Linked DNA regions of Zea mays: region 2 is linked to region 1. The links are chromatin contacts, called in public Hi-C maps. All regions are on one chromosome and are shown on one strand. Each heading gives the region's core, a stretch centred on a gene start, on an enhancer-like site or on the middle of the called end of the contact. The rest is flanking DNA. Distances are from core to core; before and after follow the strand shown. Region 1 holds the start of LOC103635858 (formin-like protein 5). Region 2 holds the start of LOC100272836.

The links. A called contact is a pair of places that touch in the nucleus more often than the background predicts.
Region 2: a contact with region 1 is called in a Hi-C map of ear, with 2.8 times the contacts expected there. The contact joins the promoter of LOC100272836 here to the promoter of LOC103635858 in region 1. A contact is called at or near these places in 7 of 25 Hi-C or Micro-C datasets (bundle sheath, ear, leaf and 1 more).

Annotation. Positions count from the first base shown.
Region 1 is chr1:66,302,052-66,309,147 of Zm-B73-REFERENCE-NAM-5.0, forward strand. It overlaps LOC103635858 (formin-like protein 5), which reads right to left and starts at 4,744. Exons shown (of 6, transcript XM_008658244.4): 1 at 4,518-4,744; 2 at 1,985-3,400; 3 at 1,232-1,429; 4 at 986-1,137; 5 at 1-392. The coding sequence starts at 3,395.
Region 2 is chr1:66,488,976-66,495,939 of Zm-B73-REFERENCE-NAM-5.0, forward strand. It overlaps LOC100272836, which reads right to left and starts at 5,333. Exons shown (of 2, transcript NM_001147289.1): 1 at 4,446-5,333; 2 at 2,962-3,566. The coding sequence starts at 5,270. The coding sequence ends at 3,264.

The DNA.
Region 1 (7,096 bases), core at 3,494-5,993:
GGAGAGGACTGTGTCTTCTTAAAGAGATCGTCAAGTGTCACGACAGGAGGCTCCGGCTTTTTTGGAGTGGGTGGAAGCCTCTCTCTTCCTAAAGGCGTCAGGTCAGCCATAGGGGGCTTAGCAAGGGGAGGGGGAGGTGGAGGTGGCAGTTCCTCCTTTGGTGCAGCAGCCTGGCGTGGCACACTTTGATTTGTCTGAGTATGTTGAACAGGAGGTGCCCTTGTGGCAGCAGCTGGGCTAACAGGAGCAGCTGGCGGGGGAGGAGGGTCGACCTTGAGCTTCACTTCCTGAGGATCAACAAACTCGGCAACCAACTTATTGCCATTGTTTGGGGGCCACTGTAGGTTGTAAACAGCATCCCTAGTAGCCACAGCTTCATCCACCGAAGAAAACTATAAAGTTGGAGTGCGAATGAGTCAAAGTCAGCTTAACAGTGCAGTCAGAATATGCATAGAACATAGTCAACATACACATGCTGTGAAACAATTTCAGTTAAAAGTCCGCAATAAAATGTATTATTCCAGTTTCTTTATCGCAATGGTGCTGTTTGGTTTTGTAAAGGCAATGTTAACACAAAGAAAATAGCTCCACATCTGCAACGGGAAGTGAATCATTGATTACTTCTTTTGTTTGTTCCAGGCGTAGCAACTAGAAGACAGGTTATTTTTCATGCTGTGTTTACAGGATGCAAGCGCAAGCGCTTGTCACCCGACACGATCGGGCGTAACCACTCTGCTGAATGCCCGAGCCTGTATCTATTTCACATTATCCAATTCCATCGTACGCGAAACAAACAATAGTAGATGCAATCAGTTGGCGGTGTAATCAGTTAGCATGGTTTATTACTTACTGTTGTTCATCCCATGCAGCCTGAATTTGCACCATGAATGAGGTGAAATGGCAGCTTTGGTTTTTCATTTCAAGATGATGTGATAAACAACAAAGTTAAGATAGCAAAAATCTTGGTTTAGCAAAGAAAACATACTGTAACATAGCAATGAGTCTTGATATGGTCCATCCAGAAGTCTTGTACAGATCCAGTTTTACCAAGAAACTCCTGCACAGCTTTCAGGGTAAATGGGCGTACAAATCGGTCAATTCTCAAAGAAGTTGTGGGAGGTTTCTCGGAAGGTGGTACTACAACACAAATAAAAAAAAAGGTTAACAGATAGTCACTCATGAAGCGTACAGATACAGAAACTAAGGTCCTACAAGGAGCCAATTGACTCACCAATCCGCTCCTTAGGAGAATCTACACTGGCTGTTGAATCAGACCTCCCAAAAGATCGTTTGAAAGCAGGCTGAAAACTTTCCTTAGGAGTTTCAGGACCAGTTTGACTCAATGCTTGTCTCCCTGAAACTTTGGCAATATCTGCAGTCCACCGACGTTGTCGCTTGATTGGTTCAGTGCTTGCAACACCTTCTTCAGCTGCGCATTCAGCAAGGAGTTAGCATTGACTATGTCCAAATCCAAATTTCAAAAACTTGATGTCCAGCTGATCATATGCTTGTTACATCCATGCATAAAGCAAAATTATAAAAGATGGAACCAACAATGAAAAGAAAAACAAACATTAAATGATTCTAAGCTCAATGCAAGGTGTGCATTATATAACCGTTGACCAAATTATCTCATATTGAAGGCTTTAACTGGTTTTCACAAATATAAAGATTAAAGGAAATAAAGCATTTTAAGACACCAAATTTCTACTAGAGAAGCAATGTGATTACTCTAGGTATTTTCCTTTTGAATGATCCTGTTGACATCGCCATGATCTTTCAAATTCCAACAGAAACCTAATGGTTCCTAATTGCTGCAAAGTCATTGCATATCAAAGCAAAACTGCAAAGATAAATATGTGTGAAGCATTTGCATGTTCACTAGAATTGTAAGGATTATAACTCAAGATGGGTACTTTATACCAGGTAAAAACTATAAAGCATGCACACTGAAGGCAGAAAAAACTTAGTGAGAGAAACAAACCTTCAAGTTTCCTCTTTTCTGTTGAAGCTGCTGACTTTTCTTCAGCCATAGCCTCCTTGGAAGCCTCAACAACAGAATCAGGGAGGATCACCTCTTTCACATCTTCTGAGTTAAACTCATTCTTTCCTCCGAGATCATCAGATTTCATATTGGACTCATCTTGTTTAATTTCCACAGTATCCTCCTCCATTGATTCATCACCTGAACTCCTGTCTAGATTTAATTTCTCTGGAGATCCACCTTCAGGACTATCTTTCTTGTATGAGTCCACATTATCTGTGGAATCTATGTCTTCCAAAGATGTCTGGTTCTTAACCAGCTCTTTGTCATCATCCAATGGCTGCAAATCTCCACCTAATGGAGTAATGCCGGATGATGGTTCGACCATCTTCGGCTGAATCTCTAGTTCTAAATCAAAATTATTAGCATTTAAATTACCTTCTATATTATTCTTTTTGTTAGTTGATAGATTATCAGTAGAAATCGACTCACACTTAATTTGAGACCCTAAATCTTGACTAACCTCGGGTACCTGATTATTTGATTGTGATATGATGGGCTTGCAGTCCTCGTTCATGGTATCAGAATTATTCTGCTCTTCATCATGCATTGACACCTTGTTACCCGAAGCATCCTTGGGTGCCAGTTTCTCCCCTTCGTCGCTAACTGGTGCAGCTGTGACAACATCAGTATCCATAGGACCAGCATCTGATGTTGTAGCTATGAAAACATCAGTATCCATAGGGCCAGCACCTGAAGTTGCAGCTGTGACAACATCAGTACCCAAAGGACCAGTAGAATCTGAAGTTAAGTCATCTACAGGCGCTGGGGGAAAATCCTGTTCTTCAATTTTGCTTGCTTCTGTAGCACCAAACTTGACTTCAGCAGGGATCAAGTCTGAATTCACATCGACTGCATCATTGGTGTCAACATCTGTGGTCTTCTCATGAAGAGGCTCATTAGTACTTTTAGTATGCACTTGCACTTCTTCAAATGTCAAATTTCCTCGAGCAACTGATTCAGGTACTTTTCCTTTGGTTGTTGAGGCCTCTTCAACATCAACACTGGGGGGGCCTCTAGTGGGAGAAATTATGGATTCTTGACCAACTTCGGTTGTAGGAACTTCAACTTGATGAGTGACATCAACCACAGTTTCCTGATGAACTTCTGTAACAGTAACTGTATTTTCCTCAATAGCATTGGCATCAGGCAACTGATCATCCACATTCACTCCCACATCCTCATCAGCTTCGTCAGCTTCTCTTTCACTCTGAATGGAGTCAGAGAGTCTCTTGACGAGTTCCTCTTTCAAACCTTTAACAGGAAGCTTCCTTTTACGGAGCTCATCCTTCAGATCAGTAACTCTCCACTGATCGATTGGTCGGTTGTTTAGAACAGGATATGATGACATGATGACTGCCAACAGAAGAAACAACCAAATCAGGCTCCACATTATCAGACCTCCAAAAAATTATACTCACCAAATTATTCTTGCCCAAGTAGAAAATGTGTTCCATTTGAGAAAAAAGGTAAACAGACTAAATCATCAATAAAAGCCTATGGAGTCCAGTTAATGTGTATGCACCTAGATCAAATAATAATAACCTTAATATTTTTATATGAAACGAATAATAGTAGGCCACTAAAGAATAATAAGATCATATTAAACTAAACAAGAAATTCAATTACTGCAAAAGCAAAAGTTCCTGGACTACTGAATACTAAGCATGCTATAGAACTCCCAGTATTAAGTTGGTTGCTTGCATTCTATTAGTTCTTTTCAATAATTTGAGCATAACACGCTATTAGTTCTATTCAATAATTTGAGCATAACACGCTATTAGTTCTATTCAACAATTTGAGCATAACACAGGGGTAAAGAACTAGTAATGAAAGCAATAGTTACATGATGTGCTTTGATCAAACAGAACTATCCATTCTATATAGTATATAATACAAAAAAATAATCTTGATTTCTGCAAATTTACTGGACAAAACAATGGACATAATGCATAACAAAATGATAAAGAATACAACTGTGAACCATAAATTATAATAGCTGATGATATTGCTATAGATTGGTCACAAATGGAACACTACGCTCCGCCGAAGTTGGCAGTAGCAAACACCAATCAAATGCATTTCACTGTATAGGGCACCAAAAGGCACCTACTAAATCGCAGGATTCCAAGAGAACCGCAAAAGAAACAAAAATCGAAGAACATATCCACATATATTTGAATGTAACAGCCTTATATCCCTCGCCAGCAAACAAATGGCGCGAAGCGCTGGCGAAACACAGAAGGGAATCGCAGCCAGGGGCGGTAACTGGGTGTACACATGTACACCCGATAAGCTTTTGCAAAGCAATCGAAGTTAGCAGGGAAAGGGAAAACAAATAGTATGTTAGGGTTTGGGCGCACGGTTTCGCACAACAGGAAGGGAAAGGGAAGGGCGTACCTACGAATAGTAAGTTAGGGTTTGGGCGCACGTCTTCGCACCGCAGGCAGGGAAGACCAAAGTGAGGGCGTACCTGGTGGTGCTCGTCGCCGGCGAAGGGGCACCGAAGGCGTTAGCGACGGCCGGCCCAGTCGTGAGGGTGGGGGGTTCCGCGCAGGCTGGTGGCGATGGAACGGAAGAACAAAAGGCAGGGTAGGGTTGGGGCGTTGGGCGGCTGAGCCTGAAGCAGAATCCAACAGTATTTTTTTTTTTTGGGAGCGATGGATATGTTTCCCTCGAGGGGTTTGTTTGGGAAAAGAGTGCTAGAGGGGATTGAAGGGCCCAAAAATGTTTAAATATTAATTACAAATATTTAATATAGTCTAATTATAAAGCTAATTACATATATAAAGACTAAACAGTTATATGAATATATTAAAGGTTTGTTTGTTTCACTTCTAAATTATATAAGTTGGATTATGGTGAAAAAGTAGGTGGATAAAATATCATTTTGATGCCACAAATAAGTTAAAAAATCTATTTTGGCTTATTTTGTTGTCTCAAAGTGATATTTTATCTTCCTACTCTTTCACCATAATCCATCTTATATAATCTAAGTGGAAAATAAATAGATCTAAGTCTAATTAGTACATTATTGATAATTCATTCATATGATGCTACCATAAAATTTGTTAATCATAAATTAGTTATGTTTAATAAGTTTATCTCATCATTTAGTGTGCAATTAGACTATATTTAATCATTGAAATTGGCATTCAAACATTCGCTGCGATACTAACTAAACTTTAGTCATAGCAACGGCACCAGTAGCGGACTATTTAAGCATTAGATCTTATAATAAAGCCTGTTTGTTTTTGTTTTTGTTTTTTGTTTGTTTTTTTTCTACGAAAACTGCATTAGCCACCGGTTCGATTTTATTGTTGATATCAGATTAACTAACCAAGACATCAACTTCACTATTATAACCTAAATTTGTTTTAGTCGATTAAATTTTTTTGTGATGGCTGAATATGCGAGTCTAGTCTAATGTGCTTGTTCTTCTAGGCCACTCTAATTTGTATCCAAGGTTGATCTAAAGTCTAAAGTAAAATAGTTATCAACAAAATTAGAATATATCTTGATAGGCTATTGTAAGTGTCGCGAAATGATCCTCGGGCCTTCCAGGGCCCACTAGTCAGTAGAAAGACGAGGAAAAGGTCCACCTTGAATGAATCGTTCTGGATAAACCCGAGGCACCGAGCCGAGGGTCAGACGAGGCGGAGCCGAAAGTAGGGTCGGGTGGATCGAGGGGAAGCCACTCGAGTGGATTTCGCGCTTGACCAGGACTAGCCCACTGTGTCACATTAACTACGCCGACGCCGAGCCACAGAGGGCGAGTCGGTCCACTTACCGCTCGTAACCTATAGACCCCTAGGCTTGCTGGCCACTCATAACCTATCAAGCCTAGGCCTAAGCGTGTTGGCTGCCTATAGGTGTCACACCCGGTTTTAGAAGACAAACCGAATGCGAACCATATACGTGACAGGATCAGAAACTCACGTACACAACGATTACATAATTGGACATCATCACACGTTGCTCAAAATAAATAGCGGAAAGGTACTTTTATTACAACAAGATGTCCAAGACATACACAAGGTCTATTACATAGCATAGTCATTAGTATCATCAAAGTGCGGAAATACGAAACGTAGTAGATAAGGCCTACATAGGCAGCTGACTGGGGTTTTCCACTAAAAAAACTAGAACTCGTCGTAGTCCTAAAACTACTCAAAGTCCTCCATGTTGTCAGCATCTCCTCCTGAGCACTGAATACAATGGGGACAACTTGGGGTGGGGGTGGTTTGTGAAGCAAGGGTGAGTACACATCAATGTACTCAGCAAATGTCCCATTTGGCTAAAGTGGACTAGCTGTATGTGGAGTTAAGGTTAAGCAGTTGCTTTTAGTTGGTCAAGTATTTATTACTATGAGTAGAGCCAAGTTTTAGTAATAAACCCAGTTATTACCCAAATGTACCTCCTCCAAGAGGAAATACTAGAAATCAAAATTATAATCATCATCATTAACCATTATCATAGAAGTATCTAAAGTTCTTCTAATCAAAGAGGATCCCAAGGCCGCTCTTAACCGTGAGCTCGGCTGATATACCAGTTTCTAACACTCTGCAGAGGTTGCACACTTTACCCACGAGTCGTGATCCCTTTCCAGCCTGGGTTGTACAGACCCGATCTTCACTACTGAGGTGAATGGTCAGGGATACACTACGTAGCCTTTACAAAGTCTCCCCTGGTGCATAGCTGCTCGTTAGGTTTCGTCAGTCATACAAACGCAGTACACCTCCCCAAGGTGGGTGACTAACAAAACCAAATCGAATGAACCTCTGCACCCCCCCTTGGCAGAGTGAGCACTACGCCCCGGCCCCCATTGACGGCCCTCAGGCAAAGCTAACTACACTCCAGGTTCATCTAATTAATCAGTTAAGGGTGTCTCATTCCACCCTCATGGTTGCACTGTTATCCCGAGTGGTCACTCAACAAACAGGTCCTTACAGAGAGGTACTCAGGAAAATGGCCTGAGCCCCCTAAATTATCACAAGATCATCATCAGGATAACATCATCGTATCATAAATGTTCACATCATGTTCATTGAT
Region 2 (6,964 bases), core at 4,083-6,582, 190 kb after region 1:
GGGGCGCAAGGAGTACAACAATAAGAACAAATCAAGAGGAAGCACGTCTGCTTCAAGTGTGGTAAGACTAGTCATTTTATTGCATGGAGTGGGATTCATACTGCTCCTCCTCCGACTACGTCTGCTTCAAGTGTGGTAATAATGATGACCAAGAACAAGATAAGAAGGTAAAGAATGTGGAGAAGAACTTCTATAAGAAGAATGGTGAGGCACACATTTGCATGGAGTGGGATTCATACTGCTCCTCCTCCGACTACGACGAAGGGGAGAGCATGATAAATTTGTCGTTAGTGTAGAAAAATCCCTTGCTCAGGAATTAGAAAAGAATAAAATTCTGCCTACTGAGTTGTATGATTGCCATTCTTGTATTTCATGTATTAAGATTGATAATGATGAATTAAATGATAAGATAGTGAGATTGAGTGAATGTCATGCTTCTTCATCCACTCTTGAGTATGTTTCCATTTGCAATAAATGTAAGGATATTGGTGTTGATGTTTGTATTGCAAATGTAGATATTATTGCTGATTTGAATGATAAAATGGCAATATTAAATGCTCAAGTTAAAAATTCATGATGGAATAGATAAAATAAAATTTGCTAGGAGAGCCTACACAAGTGGTAGGCATCCCTCAATTAAGGACGGTGTTGGCTTCCAAAGGGGAGCAAACACCACAAAGAGTATTGAGGTCCCAAAATTCGTTAAGGAAAAAAGGTGAGACACCTATGGTTAGTAGTGTTGATTCTTCACATGCTCGTAATTATCATGCTTATATTTATGTTCATGTTAAGAATTTTCACCATGTTCATGATGCTCATCCCTGTTCATGCTTATATTTATGTACTTATTCGAACCTATTACTTATACCTTAGCATCAAGTAAGTACGATATCGTAAAGTCGGAAAAATATATTAGTAGCTCGAAACGCTTCGTCCACGAACTCGTAAAAGTCGGAACGCCCACCCAACCCAACGCTGCGCGCCTGTCACGCGGTACACGAGACATCGCTAGCTAGCTGGGTGCCAGACTGCTGCCACGCAGGGCAAACCGAGAACCACGCGCCCGCCTCCGATCCCTCGTGGCTAGCAATGATGCCCATGCGGCCATGCCCTGCGTTTGGAACTAGTCTTTGCATCTAGTCTTTGCATTTGGAACTAGACTGCATTAATTATATGCATGCATCTTCTCTTTCGCCATAATATACATGCTGATCTGTACACATTCAAATAGCTAAAGCAGCGAAGAACGTACGTGGTCAGGTTCCGTGTACTGCGAAACATGACGGGCGCCGTCTTGGAAAGACCAGACGACGACTCATCATGGTAGCAACGACTAGCAAGCGGACGCGGGAAAGAAAACACACCGACGGCAGGAACTTGACATGATATAAGGTCCAAGTTCGCACTTCTTCCTGTGCGACTGCCATTGGCCCCACAACACCTACTCAAGCTGGTCCAACACTCCAACTTGGCTCGCGCGCACTTTTACAAAACCCCACGTGCGTCACCCAACGTTTTTTTTGTTTATTCTTAATCCCTTTTAAAATAAATTCTAAAAATAATTCCACCAACAACAATAAATTTCTAAATCTGATATATATATATATATATATATATATATATATATATATATATATATATATATATATATATATATATATATATATATATATATATATATATATATATATATATATATATATATATATATATATATATATATATATATATATATATATATATATATATATATATATATATATATATATATATATATCACCGCGCTAACTCTCTAGTATGGCAAAAATGCACTTGTGCGTGTTTACTTTAATATTGTTGGCACCTTTAGGGGGCCAAATGCCAAGAACCCTCGGGCTAAATATACATGAATTTGGAGTCGGCTCTACAAGGTGGCGGATGCCGGACTGTCTATGGTAAAGCACTTGATCGTCCATGATAGGGTGCCAGATCGTCCATGTCGACGTAGAGAGCTCGCTATCGGGATAACCTATATCTTGTCTCCTGCTCCTGGGAGGACCCTCGTCGGGAGGAGAGATCGTAGAGTTGCTCTGGGTCGATAGGCCACACAAAGCGTGTACAGAGGTGAGGATTGAGATTGGGAAAGCTACGCTAGACCTAATGCATAATCATAAATAAGGTAATTGGATTGATTTAATTGGATTGTGTATCTCAATCGGTCGTACTCCTTCATATATATATGGTGAGAGATCTAACAGTTTCATGAGAGTTTGTTAGGATAACCACGCACAATATAAGTACTCCGGCCGAACCTAGAATAATTAAATCTATCTTGAATGCATCTAACATAAACATGAACGAGGAACTGGTCTTTACTTACTACGAGGGTCACTCTAGATTGGTTGAAGATGTGTTTTTGTGGTGCCATTGAAGTCCGTAGATGTCATAATGCAGATTAACTCGGCGAGTAGACACATATCCATTGCCTAAAATCTAATTTGTCCCAACCCATGCATGTACTTTAAACGAAGGAGGTTTCAAAGATAACTCTCTCCACCACAACCATCACATCGCCCTCATGGACGGAGGGCCCTAAGGTGGCACAACACTGAGGACTCCCTCATCTAAAACTACAACATGTAGTGGATTAGTTATTTCTCATTTCTTTCACGGAGAACGCCTCTCAATTATATATGGGATTAGACTCATGATAAACACGCGCAAGAAGAAAGAAAATGACTAGCTTATGATCTAGTCAATTTAGTTTCCAACTTATCGTACAAGACAGAGTTGGATTATTATAGAAAATGACAAAAGACAGAATTGGGTTTTATTGTAAATTAAATGGGCCAAGCTCAATAATCTCCAACACATACTTATTAGAGTTGTCTTGCAGAAGTCATTTGTGCACAAGTCGATGTGATTTTGCCTTTTCTGTTACATTCTGAAAACATATGCATTTTTCACCAAGACCACAATTTTCCTTGTTGCCATGACACAACAAATCATAGGCTTCCATGTTGTCTTATTGATGCCAAGCATAATAGAGTTGCCTATCGACTACTTGACCAACACACATCTACACCAAAATGAGGGCAAGTAACATATCATACATCATGTGTAATGTGCACTATAAGACCACATTAACAAAAAAACACAATTACTCAGCTTGTCATTACAAATACTCAAAGAATCAAGTGTACAATACAAATAAAAAATCATAATATACTATCAACACCTTCATGGTCTTCAGTTTATTATGGAGGTCTTTGTTCACAAAGCATTCAAGGATAGACCTCGATGATGACTGATACGTCACCGATGACGGGTAGAATTTTGTAGTCTTTGAATCCAGCTTCAATGAAGATCTTCTTCCACTCTTGCTCATCACGCTCAACTCCGTTAACCGCCATCATATACAAATCAAACATAACTTGTGTCTCTTGATGCTTTATGTTTGACTGTTTATATCCAACTACCACGTCCAAGATTATTACCTTCCCACCTGCATCCCGTGGAGATATGGCTTGCTTGCAATTCTTCAATATCTTGACACACTCATCGTCACCCCAGTCATGTAGAGTTTTCTGGCATAGATTTCATCAAGTTAATTGATAGATGATGAACAAAAGGGTTCTTGGTGTTTGGATTCAAAGATAATAACATGTATGTTTATGATGTTAGAACTATTTACTTCTACTTTTTTCGTCCCAAATTAAGGGTTCATTTGGTAATATTGGAACATTAGAATCGCTGCCAAATTAAATAGAAGTGTTGCATAGTGTTTTGTTCTAGAAACATTTGAAAGGACTCTTCTATTTTGCACTATATACATATATGTCAAAAGTTCCTAGACTAGTTTCGGGACGATTCAGTGTTTGCTATACACTAGTGATCATAGTTTTCTTAAATTATGATTTTCTAAGTGCAACAAAATATAATAGGGTATATTTAAATTTTTTCTTGTCCACTCGAAGTTCAGAATTTTTTTGAAGCTTATTTTCATTTATACGATTGTTTATATAAAATGCATTTTGTGGAAATAGGAATCCACCCACACAAACAAAACGGTTTTATAAACTGATTCTAATTGATTACCCAAAATATTTTATGAGGGGATTTATATCTAAATCCCTACAAAACATAGTCTGAATAAAATTATAGAGTTGTTCTAAAGTCAAACTATTTTATTTGAACAAATCTTTTAAAATATAGCATTATTATTAGTATCATTGATACATCATAAAATATATTTTTATAGTATGCATGTTCGGTGTTATAGATATCGTTACTCTATACTGTAAAATAAAATTTTAAATTATTTTTGGACGGGAGAGGCATCTCGCCCAAGACAAGACAAAACGATAGTCAAAACTTTGAAGTTTGACCATGGATCTCAAAATGCAAACACATTGAGAAATGGAGCCATGGAGGAGGGAGCAGTCAGCAGTGACGACGGATGGTACCTTGAGGAAAACAGCGGTTGCAGGTGGAATACTCTCAAACATATTGCCTGCGACGAAGTGCACGTTGCCATCAGACGGAGCACCGGCGACAACGTGCGGGAGGTCAAGCACGCTGCACTTGAGGTGGGGGAAGGCGGCGGCGATGGCGGCGGCGGCGCCACCATGGCCACCACCGACGTCAACCAACGAGTCGATCCCACGAAACGTCTCGCCGCACTCCCTCAGCACAATTGGCATGAGGAAGCGGCTGTCCGCGGCCATGCCTTTGTTCAGCAAGGCGTTTACGTCGTCAGCATGTTCCCAGATCGTTGGGGTCTGCCGGAACGCCAGGCCATACGGGGACGGCTCGTGCTGCTCCTGCCGGAACCACGCGGAGATACCCAGGGCGTGCGGACAGGCAGCGATAGGCTGGAGCGCCAGACTCACAAAGGGAGCCAAGGTCGCCGTGCTCACCTCGTCGCTGACGAGGAAGCGGGAGGCTGCCGTCAACCTGTAGACGACGACAGCTTCGTCGTCCGACGTGTGGACGGTTGAATTATCACCACCACCTGCTGGTGGTTGCTCGACGCTGAAGATGCCCGTGACGGTGAGCACGCGCATGAGGCGGCGAAGGGCGCGAAGCTTGCTTGGGTGGAGCGCAGTCTCGGCGAGGATCTGGAGAAGGGTGGCGCCGCCGGCGCCGTGGTGGTGGATCGCGTCGGGGATGCGGAGGTCCAGCGCCACGGCGAGCGCGAGCGATTTGGCGAAGCACAGGGAATGGTGCAAGAGCTCGTCGTGAGCTTGGAGCAAATCATGGCTACTACTCTCCTGCATGATGAGTGCCATCGTTCCCACTTCCCACGTACGTAGCTATGCCTATACACTGCTGTGCTGGCCAATGGCTAATTGGTTGTGGGTGACTGCAGAGACGGATGGAACCTGGTGTTTATTTATAGTGTTCTGCTTTTCTACGACTGCAGCGTAGCATCCATGCACATGCATCAATCGATCAATCGATCAATGTTTTAATAATGGTTCTTTCTTCGAAGCTGTGCCCGTTTGGGACGGCTTGTTGAGCAGCTCCACGAGCCGGGGAACGGTTTCACCAGCCAAAGGCGATTTTGCCGCTGATGCTTAGACATGACGTATCCAGTAACCATAACACCAAAATGGGAAATTTATGACGGTCAACTTATGTCCGACGGTTTTTTTTGACGACCGCCCTTATCTGTGTCGGACATAAGTTCATACGTTCGACGGCTTGTCATAAGCCGTCGGCAAGACGCTTATGCCGACAGCTGTCAGACAGATCGTTGGACTGTCATACAAGCCGTCGGAAATAAAGAATTTTAAGTCCGCGGCGCCCGACCGTACCGTTTCATTTCGCACGTAAGCCACTTGACCAGCACCGCCGTTACGCCGGGCGGGAGCCATCCTCGACGGAGCCATCAGCGCCCGCCCACGCTAGCGCCCACCTCGCCCCCACTGCCTCGTCGGCTCCAACGCTCGTCCAGCCCTACGTCACCCACCAGCGGCCACACCGATCTCACCATCGGCTAAGTGAGTAATTTTATTTTGTAGTATAATTTTGTAGATGTATAAATTATTAAATGAATTTTAGTATTAAATTATTTGTATATTAAATATTGTTGAGTTTGTTATGTTCGACGACCGGAATTTGATTATGTAATTAAATTAGCTTGTTTTAGTTTATTTAGTGGTGCTTAGATAATTTAAACTTTTAATTTCCTAGGGTTTAATTCCGCCCCCAAAATAAGGTCATTTTATATGATTTATGGTCCCGTAACAATGTTTTTTCGTATATAATATTTTATTGGTGGTTTATTAGTTGAATTATATAATAATGTACGATGGTTCTAGTTATTCGTAGTGTATCGTAGTGTCATCAAACGACACCTACACGTCACCCGTTTCGGGCCAACACACCTCACATGTGACGCATCTGATGTGTGTTGGGCTGGAATTGTCCCTTTATTGGACAACCTCGGGGTGACCGACATTGCTCGTGTTTATGATAAAGGCATGTGTCCCTGTATAGTTTTGGCACTATAACCCCTATGTTCTCCAATTGCACCATTTTTCAAGCGTGCGAGTGGAGAACAACAGGGTTATGTTGTCGAAATTTCGCACGAGCACATGCCTTGTCATAAACACAGGCTTGTCGGTCATCCTGGGTGGATTTAGGACCTATCCTTTTCTATAGATGTAGGGGCGTGATTTACTTAACTAATCAAGTTAACGTCTAGTATGGTGGAGGACCGTCGATGGATGTATGAAGGTTGGAAGAAGAGAGGTGCTCTAACAAGTGAGTGGGTTGCCAAGACTGACGTGTTTCTCGACCATGCTTTTGCTCAGTCAGAGACTGTAACCAATGTTAGGTGCCCTTGTAGAAAGTGTCAGAACATTTATTTCCTTAACAGGATCACGTCGATAGATCTTTGTAATAATAGTTATATACCTGGCTATGAGGTGTGGGTGCACCATGGTGAGGATCCACCTCCTCCTATTGTATCAAAAGT